Regions from separate parts of the Sus scrofa genome. Here region 2 is linked to region 1. The links are chromatin contacts, called in public HiChIP or PLAC-seq maps. All regions are on one chromosome and are shown on one strand. Each heading gives the region's core, a stretch centred on a gene start, on an enhancer-like site or on the middle of the called end of the contact. The rest is flanking DNA. Distances are from core to core; before and after follow the strand shown.

Region 1 (6,879 bases), core at 2,901-5,400:
AGTGGAGGTGAGTTCTGTTAGGATCTGAGCCATGGTAACAACTCTAAAGGAGGTTTTATTTTTTGTTCTGGGATGGGAGCCAAGGAAGGAGAGCTGGGTTAAGCTTGGGAAAAGAAAACATCTACATCATCATCCACTTAGGAGATGATAAGCTTGGAAGGCAGCAGGGAAGGGATGGGGGAAGTGCTGGGAGAAACCACCTCAAGTGTCTAGGACGGCAGTACTGGAGCACAGAAAGAGAATGAAAGTGACATCTCCTGGCTAAGGCAAAAGCACCACTCGAGAGTTTTAATGAACTCTAAACATGAAGGTGTCCACTGCCTTCGGTAACTGGTCTACTGCTCTTCACGCAGTGGGCCAAACAGTAAGAGTTACAGTTATCAAGCACTCTCTACATGGCAGCGCCCTGCTAAGCACCTTAGAGGTCTGGTCTCAGCTAATCCATGAGATTAGGCCGGTGACGATAGGCTGATGACACTGGCACAATGATCCCCACCTGAGGATGGGATATGCGTTCAGAGGCCTTGTTGCAGGCCTCTTGGTGAAAGCAAAACACAGTCAGGATTCCGGAAGCTGTGTGCTAAGGAAAGCCGAGTGGAGTGAGTAGGACAGAGAAGAGAAAACTGAAGTTAAAGAGGACTGACTTACACACAGAAAGCACACGAACCTAATGCACAGGGCGCCAGGGCAGGGGCCTCTGCGAAGAAGGAGATAAGACTGAAGCACTTGGAGGGAAAAAGGACTCAGGCCACAGAAATTCTGGCACATGAAAATTACAACAGTTATAGCTCAAAGTTTATACATCTAGTGTTTAGATTATTTATTTCTTTATTTGGTCACACCTGCATCTGGGCCAGGGATCAAACCCAAGCCTCAGCAGTGACCCAAGCCATAGCAGTGACAAGGCCAGATCCTTAACACACTGAGCCACCAGGGAATTCCCTAAATACTTATATTTTAATACTTTATTCAGTGTATGAGCAAGATAACTCCTGGGCCTGCCACCATCATGAAAAGTCCAGCAAGTGTTTCAGAGAACTGATGTTTTCTCGCTACTTGTGCTGACTGGCTAGGGAGGCCCTCTGCAGGCACATCTCTCTGGCGATGGCTTTCAGTCTGAGCAGATACCTCACTTTCAGATCAGCCCCAGATAAACCATGGCAAAGGGCTTCATCTGAGAGCTGATCTGACTTGAACCCCCTCAATGCAGATTCCAGAGAGTCACATTCCCAATCTAGAAAAAGGAGGAAACGACGGCTCCATGGTATAGGCTTTTGAGTTTTCCCTTAAACCCAAAGCAGCATGATGACCTCTCAAGGGCAGGGCATTAGATGCATTAAAACACTTTCCAAGTCACTGCACATAAGTTCTGAGTCTTGCTGGTTTCCTGCTTCTGTTTCCTGCTTCCCCTAAATTTGACTCCATAGTGTAAGAAGGAAGAAGGGTGGCATGTGTGTGCATAAGTGTGTGTGTGTGTGTGAAAAGACAATGTAGACAGAAAGATGACTATAAGGCAACCTCTCCCTTTCTAACAGCCTCCTCCCCATCCCATCCCCCGTCCCAATATAGCCTGAAAAATTCTCATGTGTAGCCTGGAGGAGTTAAGCAAAGGAGGGAAACATACAGAGATAAGAACTTAAGCTGAAATTTTTACTACTAATTATTCAAATTTGTAAACCTTCTCTAACATAGAGAAAGAGGAAGGAATAGACCAAGCCATGGTCACAGCTCCATTTGTAAGCATAATAATGCAGATGGCAAAGTGAAGGCAGAACTTGGCAAAGACATCCAAGGTCCACCTGTACCCACATAGTTGACATCATCCCCAGAGAAGAGACCTCAAAAACACTGATGTGGGAGCCCCTCAGTCTCCTCTGAACTTTGTGCAAGTTCCTCAGTCTGGTAGGGTGCAGTCTGCATCAATCTCTGGCCTTTGGCCTCCACCTCCCTTGACCCCAGCCAGCACAGTGGGCAGGCATCTGGACGTGCCCTTGCAGCAGTATTGGCTGCAATCCTCCACAGGACAAGGGTGGAGCTGGCCCAACCAGCTGAGTCCTGTAACTTGGAACCCCAGGGTGCAGGTGCAGGGAGACTGCTCCCTCTTGTATAGAGATAGCCAAGCCTCAGCCCCTTGGGGCCTTGGCCTGAGAGCCACGTGGTTGAGCAACCATACCCAGGTGCTGGGCTCACTGCCCAGGGACTTCTCTGAACCAGGAAGGGCAAAGCCCTCAACAACCCCCTTCCCTGGACAGGTGCAGGCCTGCTGCCATTATCAAGAGCCCAGCATTCCCACTGGATCCACCTCCTACAACCCTCCATCTCTCAGAGAGCAGGAACAAATGAAACCTGGGAGGAGCAATGAATGCAGAAGCACACATAGGGAGCAGGAGCAGGACACAGAAGGTCTGAGCAGCGACCCTGCACCTGGGAATTTCTTCTTTCAGACCAAGTAAAATCAGGTGACTGACAGAGGCACACCAAAGTCCTTCAAGTCTCCCTAGAGTCCCATTTAACAGTATAACCCCACATCCCTACACTCCCTAGTCCCTTTCACTGCTTATGGCTTATACTTTTTCCAAAGCATGTATCAGTTTGTAATAGTCCATATAATTTACTTTGTGGGGAGGCAAGAGGATCTATCTTCATCACGAGACTGCCAGCTCTGTGTCAATGGTATTTGTTTATTTTGCTTATTAGAAAATGGGCACTAAATAAGTATTCGTGAATAAATCTTTAAGTCACTAGCTACCAGATCTCAAAGCCCTGACTCACAAGGAACCGCCTGAGTAGCAGGCCTCAGGGGAGCTTCCCAACCTAGACCTTCAGGACTCACTGATGCGCAAAGGCAGTGTGATGATGGAAAGAAAAAGAAAACTGGGGTCAGGCAGACCTGTCTGCTAACTTTGTGATTTGGGCATATCCTTTAACTTCTCTGAACCTCAGTTTCCTCATGTGGAAAACAGAAATAAAAATACCTATGCCAAAACAAAAAACAAAAAAAAAACCTATGCCGTAGAATTGTTGTGCAAACTAAAAAAGTCATATGCAAAGCGACCAGCATGGTGCTCCTGGCCATCTTCTCGAAGGGTTCTCTGGGGCACCAATCGCAAGGAAAGAGCAATCAGGGGGGTCAGCAGTTGCTGCAGGCACACCAACTATGGTTCCCACACAGGACTTGCTGGACACTAGTGACTCATTAGGGTCCTCACCCTGGTACGGAATTACAAACCATCCCTTCACATTCACTCCCAAAGGGGAAGTCTTATAGCTTTAATTCTTCTAAGAGATAAAAAGAGTCTAGGGTGTTTCCTAGGGCATCCTTGGTTGTGGTCCTCTTTAGGTACCCAGAATCTAATGCCTTCCAAATAAGTAACCTTCTGAGGCCAGCCCATGAGACCCACTGGCATCTCTGTTTCTCCGATGTTTTATGAGACCACTCCCCCCACAGGTGTGAGAAAAGACTTGGTGGTAAAAACCCAGTGAATAATATGGTCATGGTGTAGAGCTACCAGTACGCCTCTCTCTGCCCAGGGGATTCTAAACGCATCCCCTTCCGGGACAAGAGGGGGGCTCTCTGTGAGCTGCAAGACTTATAAGCCAAGTCCCAAAGGCAGGGACTGAGTCCCCTTCCTCACACCCACTGGCCACCATGGCTGCTGTCAAACAAGTGAACTGGGTCCTTCTTTCTTTGGGACCTTTGCAATTGAGGTCTCCAACATCTGGAAGCATGGATCTTCACACACATGGCCAGACACTTTTCCATAGATTCCTCTTTGCCATTCAGATAGCAGCTCAAATGTTACCTCCCACGGAGCCCTGACCACAGGTCTTAAAGTAGTCCCACCCCTACCCACTCTCAGGGACCTACTCGCTCTCCTTTTTACTTTCTTTGCAACACTTACCGCTCTCTGATACTATCTTGCTCATTTGTTTGTTTATATGCTTAGTGTCTGTTTACCTTCCTTGATCTTAAACCCCACAAAAGCACTGACACGGTCTTACTGCTATATATCCTGTGGCTGGAACAGTGCTTGGCCCAGAGCAGGTTTTCAACAAGAATCGGCCAAACAAATGAATGACTACTGATGAACAAGCACTTTGTGAGTGACCTCATATATGATTCACAGCCATCAGGGCACCAAGTCCACACATCCTCTTTCCTTAGGCCTGCCAGTCTCTCCACAACTCTACATACTCCCTGGCAACCCCTGCACAGTGTTTGCCACAGAGAGGAAGAAGGTAGCTGTGTGCTCCTTCAGCTCAGATGTCACTGGAACACAGACAGTCCAGGGGGAGTCTGTGGCTTCACACATAGTTCAAAGCTTTGGAGCTGGGGCTCTCAGCATAAATTCCCATACACGCTGAGTAAATGGAGGGCCTTCTCAGGAGAACTAGGTTTTCCCTCCTCCTCCGTACTTAAACCAACCAAGAGTCTCCCCTTGGCTGCTGAGTAAGGCCAGACACTTTTCCAGGACACCTCCCACTCTAGTAGCTGCCCTGCATGAGGCCCTGCACTCTGGCATCAAGGGTCAGGAGAAACCCATCCTGTGCACTGATTCTACAGCGGCAACAGGGGCTGTGCTGGGCTCTGAAGGCCCCGAACCCTCTACCAAGCCAGCAAGGGAAGGGGCCCGAGTCAATTATGGGGTGTTCAACTAGACTGAGAGGCTCAAAGAAGCTATCTGGGGACTGGCTTGGCCTCCTAGGGCAGGGGGGCTTAAAATGTGACAGGTGAAGTGTGGGCTTCCTGTGGGAAAGATAAGAGCAAAGGGAGTGCTCCCCAGAAGAGACCCAGGGGCCACTGAAACTTGAGGGGTCTCCACCCAGAGACTTTAACCCACCTCTGCCTGACATACGTCCCCTCCACCCAACCCTCCCTGAGCTGTTTCATTTCCTTTCAGAAAACTTTGTTTTGGTTTGATATTTGCCTCTAGGCCTCTGGGAGAATTTTCTGAGCTTTGTTTCTCTTCTTGTTTCTAGGATACCTGAGCTGCTCCTAGAGCAACAAGCGCAGTAGGAACTAGAGAGTGGGGGATGGAGGTAGGGTTAGGATCACCAGATAGGAAGAGAAGGAAGGGGGGAGGGAAAGAGCCTGCCTGACTCACACAGGCTTTGGTGGCCCCCAGATACTCAGCGGCACACATCAGGGAGCTGGAGCACAGGGCAAAACTGAAACACTCAGAAAAAGGCCATTTACAAGGAGAGCACTCAAAGTTCTAGAAAATGAAAAGGTCAGGGGGTAGATCAGGGCACTGCCCAGGGCTGGCCCAAGCCAAACACGCAAGAAACCTACTAAAGGTGACAACAGGGAAGCTTCCACACACCACCTGGAAGGACAGTGACTCCCAGGTACACATGCCAGGCTGGGACCTGCCCATAAACAGAAGCACACACCCTTCCTTAAAGGCACTAGGCCTGGGTTGGAGCGAAGGGCTCTGTGCCCCTCAGGGCTCAGGCAGCAAGGAGCAGCAGGCCTTTCCTGCTCGCCCCACATCCAGCCCCAGCCCCACCTCCAACAAGAAGGAACCTGGCTTTCCCAGGCCAAGGCAGGCACGAGTGGAATTCCCCAGAGGCAGACTGCACAGGGTAGCCAGCAACAGAGACGGCTCATCAACCTCCTTCTGGAAGGGGAAAAGGAGGCCAGCTCAGCCTCTGCCAGAGGAAGTCTGTGCTGCTCCCACAGTTCCCCACCACGGACATCAAATGCCAAAGGGCCACGTAGAAGGGACAGAGCCCAGATCCCGGGGGCAGAACTCTCCCTGACCTAGGCTGAGCTGCCTGTAAATTGGCCTCTTCTCCTTCAAAAGGCAGGTTAAGAGCTTAGGGGGAAAGCAGCTTTTAAAAATAAGTAGAAAGTCTGGTCTTCCCCACCTCGTGCCATTTTTATGAGTAAGAGCTCTGCACTCAGACTCCTTGGGTCGGAATCTCAATACAGAAACACACTAGCTGTGTGACCTGGGACAAACTGCTAATTTTTTTTTTTTTTTAAGGCCACACCCACGGCATATGGAGGCTCCCAGGCTAGGTGTCGAATCAGAGCTACAGTTGCCAGCCTATGCCACAGCCACAGCAATGCGGGACCCAAGCCACATCTGCAACCTACACCACAGCTCAAGGCAACACTAGATCCCGGATGCAACAAGCGAGGCCAGGGATGGAACCCAAATCCTCATGGATACTAGTCAGATTCGTTTCCTCTGTGCCACAGTGGGAACTCCTGGTTAACCTCTTTGAATCTTAGTTTCCTTCCCTAAAACATGGGATGATAACAGTACCAGCTTGGCCTCACAGGGTTGCTCTGAGTATTAAATAAAATAACTCCTGTAAAGTGCTTAACAAAGTGCCCGACACAGAAAAATTCTTCATAAAGGCAGCTTTTTTCGACAGGGTAATAAAACTGAAAAAAAAAAAAAATCACATAACCGATACAAAAAACTACAAGAGTTGCTGTGGAAATCACACTGGGGAACTTGGCATTCCCCAGTTGATGGTGGGGAAAGAGGCAGAGCAGCGGCCTGCCCATTTTCACGTTCCTGTGCCCAGCGGCACGGAAGAAAGGATGACAGAGAGAAGCAAAAGCAGGAGAGGCCCCAAGCCTCCAAAAGAAACACTTCAGCAGAAGCTTAAAGCAGCTACAGTTGTGGGTTTCTCATCTGTAGGAGCAGAGGAGTGAAAAGGAGCAAGGGAAAGAAGAACACCAGCCCCAGACTCCTACCTGTCTCCCACCTCAGTGACACCTCTCCAAGTGACCAGAGCAGACAAATGTTCAGAGCAGTATTATTCATAATAATAATAATTCCCCAAAGTGGAAACAACCCAAATGGCCACCAGCCAATGATAGCTAAAATGTTGTGTATTGACATAATGGAAGGTTACTCG
Region 2 (6,879 bases), core at 3,082-5,581, 230 kb after region 1:
ATTGTGGCTTAGCGGTTAACAAAGCCGACTAGTATCCCTGAGGACAAGGATTCGATCCCTGGCCTCGTTCAGTGGGTTAAGGATCTAGTGTTGCCATGAGCTGTGGTGTAGATTGCAGACACAGCTCAGATCCCACATTGCTGTGGCTGTGGTGTAGGCCAGCAGCTACAGCTCCCATTCAACCCCTATCCTGGGAACCTCCATATGCCGCAGGTGCACCCCTAAAAAAGAAAAAGAGAAAAAAAAATGCTGGAGAGGGTGTGGAGAAAAGAGAACCCTCCCACATCGTTGGTGGGAATATAAATTAGTGTAGCCACTAAGGTGGGCCCTCAAACAACAAAAAACAGTATGGAGGGCCCTCAAAAAGATTAAAAACAGTAGTTCCCTGATGGCTCAGTGGATTAAGGATCCAGCATTTTCACTGCTATGGTGTGGGTTTGATCCCTGGCCCAGGAATATCTACATGCCCTGGACACAGCCCAAAAAACCCAAAACCTAGAACAGAGCTGCTATATGATCCAGCCACTCCTGGGCAGATATTGAGACAAAACTATAATTTGAAAAGATACATGCACCCCTATGTTCATCACCACATTATTCACAATAGCCAGGACATGAAAACAACCTAAATGTCCATGGACAGATGAATGGATAAAGAAGATGTGGTGCATATATGCAGTGGAATACTCCCCAACCATAAAAAGAATGAAATAGTGCCCTTTGTAGCAACATGGATGGACTTAGAGATTATTATACTAAGTGAAGACGGTCAGAAAGAGAACGACAAATACCATATAATACCACATATGTGGAATCTAATACATGACACAAATGGGAGTTCCCAGGTGACCTAACAGGTTAAGGATTCAGTGTTGTCACTGCTGCAGTTCTGGTTACTGCTGTGGGTCGGATTCAGTCCCTGGCCCAGGAACTTCCACATGGCATGAGTGTGGCCAAAAATAAGTAAATACTTCAATTAATTAATTAAAATATCACGCAAATGAACTTATCTATGAAAAGAAACAGACTCACAGACATAGAGAACAGAATTGTGGTTGTCAAGGCGAAGGGGCATGGGGAGTGATGGACTGGGAGGTTGGGGTTAGGAGATGCAAACTATTATATACAGAATGGATAAATAACAGGCTCCTACTGTATAGCACAGAGAAGTATATTAGGTATCCTGTGATAAACCATAGTGGAAAAGAATATGAAAAAGAGTATACATGTATCTACCTATAACTGAATCACTTAGCTGTACAGCAGAAGTTAACACAACATTGTATATCAACTATACTTCAGTAAAATAAAAATTTTTTAAGATGAAGATTAAAAGGAGTTCCCGTTGTGGCTCAGTGGTTAATGAATCCGACTAGGAACCATGAGGTTGCAGTTCAATCCCTGGCCTTGCTCAGTGGGTTAAGGGATCCGGCGTTGCCGTGAGCTGTGGTGTAGGTCGAAGACGAGGCTCGGATCTCGCTTTGCTGTGACTCTGGCATAGGCTGGCAGCTGTAGCTCCGATTGGACCCCTAGCCTGGGAACCTCCATATGCCGCTGGAAGCGGCACTAGAAAAGACTGAAAAAAAAAAAAAAAAAAGTCAGACAGGCCATAGCACCATCAAGAAACTAAAATAAGGCTAGCGTGGCCAAAACACAGAATGAGAGCAAGTGTGATGCCTGAGGAGTGACATTGGAGAGGTGAGTACAAAGAACAATGCAGGAGCCACACTTAGAGAAAGAACTGTAAAGCACAAGACCCAAAGGAGACGGAAGAGTAAGAGGACAGAGATAGATCAAGAAGTTGCATAGTGAACGTCCCTCTATGCCCGCAACCAAGGAGAGTAGAGGAAAAGAAATGAAACCCATAAAGGCAGAGAGGCCACAGGGAGGGAGAGGCAGCACGACAGACTTGCACCTATAGGCCAAGAGAGGAGATGCCTCAGAGCAGATAATTGACCATGGCAAAGAGGCTAAAGAGGACAGAAATCAAGAAAAGTCCTTTGAGGAATTCCTGTTGTGGCTTAGTGGTAACGAATCCGACTAGGATCCATGAGGATGCGGGTTTGATCCCTGGCCTTGCTCAGAGGGTTAAGGATCTGGGGTTGCCATGAGCTGTGGTGTAGGCCAGCAGCTGTAGCTGCTATTTGACCCCTAGCCTGGGAGCTTCCACATGCTGCATGTGCAGCCCTAAAAAAAAAAAAAAAAAAAAAAAAAAAAAATAGAGAAGTCTTTTAAATTTGGAGATGGATGACCACAGACACAGCCATGTGAGAGTGGGGGTTGGGGGAAGGAGCCAGATGGCAGAGGAATAATGAGAGAGTGAGTCATAGACATGGAGGCACACAGTATTTGGCAGTGAAAAGAGGAAGAAAACGGGACAGTAGCTTAAAGAGATGGGGGTCATATGGAGGGAGGCCTTTTTCAAAATAGGAGAGACCTGAGTGTGTTTGAGGATAAGAAAAAGCAATCAATTTAAACTGTGAGGAAGAAAATACATTCAAAAAGTTCCCTTGAGATAAGAGAGAATGGCATCAAGACAGAGGTGGTGAACACGGACTTAAGAAATAAGACAAGTCTCTTACTCTGAGGTGGGGGAGGGATAATGACAGAGGTTTTTTTTTAGGTGGAGAGGAGTTTGGGTAATGGATTTCATGTCATTGGCCTCCGTGTTCTCAGTAATATTAAGAGCTAATATTTAGTAGGCATTTGCTATAGTACTGGCCTAAACGACTCTTATAAATTAACTCATTCCATCCTCACAACCACCTCATAAGGTAGGTGCTGTGGTTATCCCCATTTTACAATGAAGGAAACAGAGTCGCTGAGAAGTGAAATAACTTCACTGAGTCCCACAGGTATGAACAACAGAGGTCTTATCTCTACCTGTGAGGTAGAAGGGAGGGAGGGGATTTGCCAAGACTGAAAGAGGAAGTGGTGAGGAAGGAAGGAGAAAGGGGGATGGGGAACTTGAAGAACATTAAGAACGTTTAGACTAGTCAAAGTGAAATGTATGGTACTGAGGGTGCAATTCAAGTGAGACCTCTTCCAGGGGAGAAGTGCCCTCTTCCCCCACATAAAAAACTCTCAGATGGAGGATTCCACAATTAAGAATCACTCAGTTTTAGGTGGTTCAGCCCCTCCTTTCAAGTTCCTCAGCTCTGGGTCTGCCCAATGGGCAGGATTCTCCTAGTAAAGCTGAAGATGGCAGAGATTTATTCTGACTGACCACACACCTGCATAACTTTACTGAACCCTATAAAACGTATGTTTTATATCGGTGTGGAATGGGCATCTCAGTAGGCCCTACATTCCAAGGAAGATTTTCTAACTTACAGTGCGTTCAAGAGAAACAGAATATCTTGCTGAGGTTGTTTCTGTAGCCCTTACCACAGGTAACAAACCTGCTTTTCCAAAAGCAGATTCGAATTTGCTAAAAACTTTTTATATGCTTCCATAATTATTTACATCACCAAGGGAACAGAAGAATTTACAAGAAGCCAAACTGTCTCTATTCTCTTCCTCAAATGTCAGTGGTAATGTTGGCAAAGATTCTTAGCAGAGTGAGAACAGAAAAGCAGCAGTACTAAAAAGCCAAAAACCTCCTCATATAGACACATCAATCAAAAAATGCCACGGCCCAAATTTTATCTCACAAAAAGGCAAATTGGATTTAGAATAGTTATCAGGCAAATCTGCATCACTAGTATTACTTCCTCCAGCAATATGCATTAGTATATTTTCACCTCAAAATATTGTGAGGAACACCCAACTTCCTAATTACAATTCTCTTGAAGTAGCAACATTCACACAATTCAGTATTCTAGCTCACATGCACCGGTAAAGCTGGATTGCTGAGGTTTCATGACTCGAAAAGGATAAATACTGGCACACATGCTTGGCAAGTGAAGCAGCCTGGATATACCGCTAGACAACCAATTGAGAATCAGACTCAGAAAGATGTAGAGATCCATTGTTCCTAAAATGTGAACAAGGAGCAAACACAACACAGAATGGAACCGGGCTTAAGAATGTGTCATGTGAATCCGCCTACAGACAACTCTGGGAGCTGTTCCTGAAATGGGAGGAGGCTGTCATCACCTCTCCCTCAGTAGCACCATGTGTCACAGAAATCATTTTCGTTTTGGAAGTGCATTTGGATATGCTGTCTGCCTTCCCTCATTATCCTCCTCCCCGCTCTGGGAAACAGACTTGATGCTCGCTAACCTCTGCTTATGCCGACGGGGGAAGGAGGTGGGAGGAGTCTTACGATCCCCTCCAAAGCAGGGCCTCCAGCTCCACAGAGGCGGGCGTGCTCTCTGACTCCTCCTGGTGGATATGGAGGGAAGACATTCCTTACAGTGAGGAAGGAGGAAGGAGAACTAAACTGGGCAGTTGGGAGACCTCCAGGGAAGGTCAGTTCAGAAGGACTGATGGATAAGTTTGACCTGCGTCTTCATTCTTTGTGGCCAGTCCTGAGAGGAGTGCTGAATATCAACATCTACTCCTTTCCTGGAAGAGAAGCCCAGTTTTTCTAAGCACACTGTGTAAAGGCTGGGAAAGATCAGCCATGTCTGCACTACAGCTGACTTGAGTTTAGACAGTCAAAGCCAGGCGATCCCGTCATGGCGCAGCAGAAACAAATCTGACTAGGAACCATGAAATTGCGGGTTTGATCCCTGCCCTCGCTCAGCGGGTTAAGGATCTGGCGCTGCTGTGACTGTGGTGTAGGTCAGAGGCTACAGGTCCAATTAGACCCCTAGCCTGGGAACCTCCATATGCCGCAGGTGTGGTCCTGAAAAGACAAAAAGACCAAAAAAAAAAAAAAAAAAAGACAGTCGAAGCCATTACCTGAACAGCAAAACATTGTGCAGCCAGTCCTTGGGGCTCCACACACAGGAGCAAGTAATCTCTTATAACAGAAGGAGGTCATCTTCTAATTACTATTTCTAATCAGAGCTAGATATCATGCATCCACACGCACAAGGAAATCACAGATTGAGGATAACTTGTGATCATGCCAACTGACCTTAAGCTATCTGCAAGTCTTTTCAAGATTTCATACAGTCTCACCAAGATCCTGCCTCTCCTAACAGAACATGAAACCTACAGATTCTAAAAGTCTATCTTTCTGATAGGATGGAGTCGGCACAGGTAGTTTTAGAAGTTCCAATAAAGGACCATAGATAAGGGGACATTGGAAGATCACTGTAAGTTATTTGGGTTTTGGGGTTTGTTTGTTTGTTTTGCTTTTCAGGGCTGCATCTGTGGCATATGGAGGTTCCCAGTCTGTGGTGTACAGCTGCTGGCCTACACCACAGCCACAGAAAAGCAGGACCTGAGCCGCATCTGCGACCTACACCACAACTCATGGCAACGCCAGATCTTTAACTCACTGAGTGAGGCCAGGGATCAAACCCGCAACCTCATGGTTCCTAGTCGGATTCGTTTCTGCTGCCCCACATCGGGAACTCCTGATCACTGTAAGTTAATGACTGCTCAAGGAAGCCATCAGCACAGGCAGGCTTGCTTGATTAATGGAGGTGTGAGAAATGCCTCATTTTGTTAGGTGGGGGATGGGATGAGGCCTGCATTCAGCTTCAGACCAAGGGCAGGAGTTTGAGGACGGTCTTCTGCTAATTTGAATACACACCTCACCTGATACCAAGGAGGAGCTACTACTCCCAGAAAGGAAGAGGTAGTCTTTTCTGACCCCCACTCCCCTTGGATGATAAAACTGTAGCCCACTGGATCCTGGGGGCAGAGCTTCCACGCCTGCCCACTTGCTTCTCTCACAAGCGTCCTATCTTAATAAATCTATTTCTTGCCTATTACTTTGTCTCTCCCTGAATTCCTTCTGCACGGAGACATGAAGAACCTGAACCTCAGTGACTCCAGACACAGGGTAAGTGATTCTAATTTAAAACTGTGGGTTCAAGTCCCAATCTGGGTTTTGGCTGGGTTGAGTCAATTCAAGTCCCAGCTCATGTTCTGGTTAGCTTCAGGCCGTTAGTGCTGTCAGTTTCATTTCGCCCACTCCTTTTGCTCCTTGAACAGACTACAATCCTCCTCTTGAGTTTTAAGTCGTGTTTCACTCCCTCATTGTCACTGCTTATCTACATAGGTTTTTTTTGTTTGCTTGTTTGTTTGTTTGTTTGTCTTTTTAGGGCAAGACCAGTGGCATATGGATGTTCCCAGGCTAGGGGTCAAATAGGAGCTACAGCTGCCAGCCTATATCACAGCAACACCAGATCCAAGCCACATCTGCAACCTAAGACACAGCTTGTGGCAACACTGGTTCCCTAACCTACTGAGCAAGGCCAGGGATTGAACCTTGTAATCATGGTTACTAGTCGGTATCGTTACCACTGAGCCACGATGGGAACTGCTCTAGATAGATTTTTGATCTTTACATCTCTACCAGAGAGCAGCTTTTATTTTCTTATTCACCTTTCCTGTTTCCCTCTCCTACTGGTTTAGCGTTATCTCACTATAATCTCTTGCTCTTCCATTATTTATTCCTATAGCATTTTCAAGTTCATCCCCCTACACACACACATACACACTCTCTCTCTCTCAGTATTTATGTAGGGTCCAGATGTTCTAGGCCCAAGTAAACTTACTCTAAATATGCAGAGCCTTATTCTAAATAGATATGTAGGACTTCCCATCGTGGCGCAGCAGAAATGAATCCAACTAGGAACCATGAGGTTTCAGGTTCGATCCCTGGCCTTGCTCAGTGGGTTAAGGATCCAGCATTGCCGTGAGCTGTGATGTAAGTCACAGATGTGGCTCAGATCTGGGGTTGCTGTGGCTGTGAAGTAGGCCAGCGGCTACAGCTCCAATTTGACCCCTAGCCCAGGAACCTCCATATGCTGCGGG

The links. HiChIP or PLAC-seq counts read pairs in DNA pulled down with a chosen protein or histone mark.
Region 2: a contact with region 1 is called in an H3K27ac HiChIP or PLAC-seq map of alveolar macrophages. The contact joins two enhancer-like sites. A contact is called at or near these places in 9 of 47 Hi-C or Micro-C datasets (embryonic fibroblasts, fetal skeletal muscle, mesenteric adipose tissue and 4 more) and 1 of 2 datasets of contacts at active chromatin or transcription factors (alveolar macrophages).

Annotation. Positions count from the first base shown.
Region 1 is chr1:129,554,376-129,561,254 of Sscrofa11.1, forward strand. All of the region lies in intron 3 of MAPKBP1 (mitogen-activated protein kinase-binding protein 1), which reads right to left. Among named protein-coding and RNA genes, the nearest start is that of JMJD7, 25 kb to the left of the region's middle. Within about 2 kb of position 4,151, at least 30 of the 83 cell types and tissues checked have an H3K27ac peak or open chromatin away from gene starts, as enhancers often do. A contact at or near this core is called in alveolar macrophages and retroperitoneal adipose tissue, where this site is marked.
Region 2 is chr1:129,779,985-129,786,863 of Sscrofa11.1, forward strand. No RefSeq gene overlaps it. Among named protein-coding and RNA genes, the nearest start is that of TYRO3, 46 kb to the right of the region's middle. Within about 2 kb of position 4,332, at least 28 of the 83 cell types and tissues checked have an H3K27ac peak or open chromatin away from gene starts, as enhancers often do. A contact at or near this core is called in alveolar macrophages and retroperitoneal adipose tissue, where this site is marked.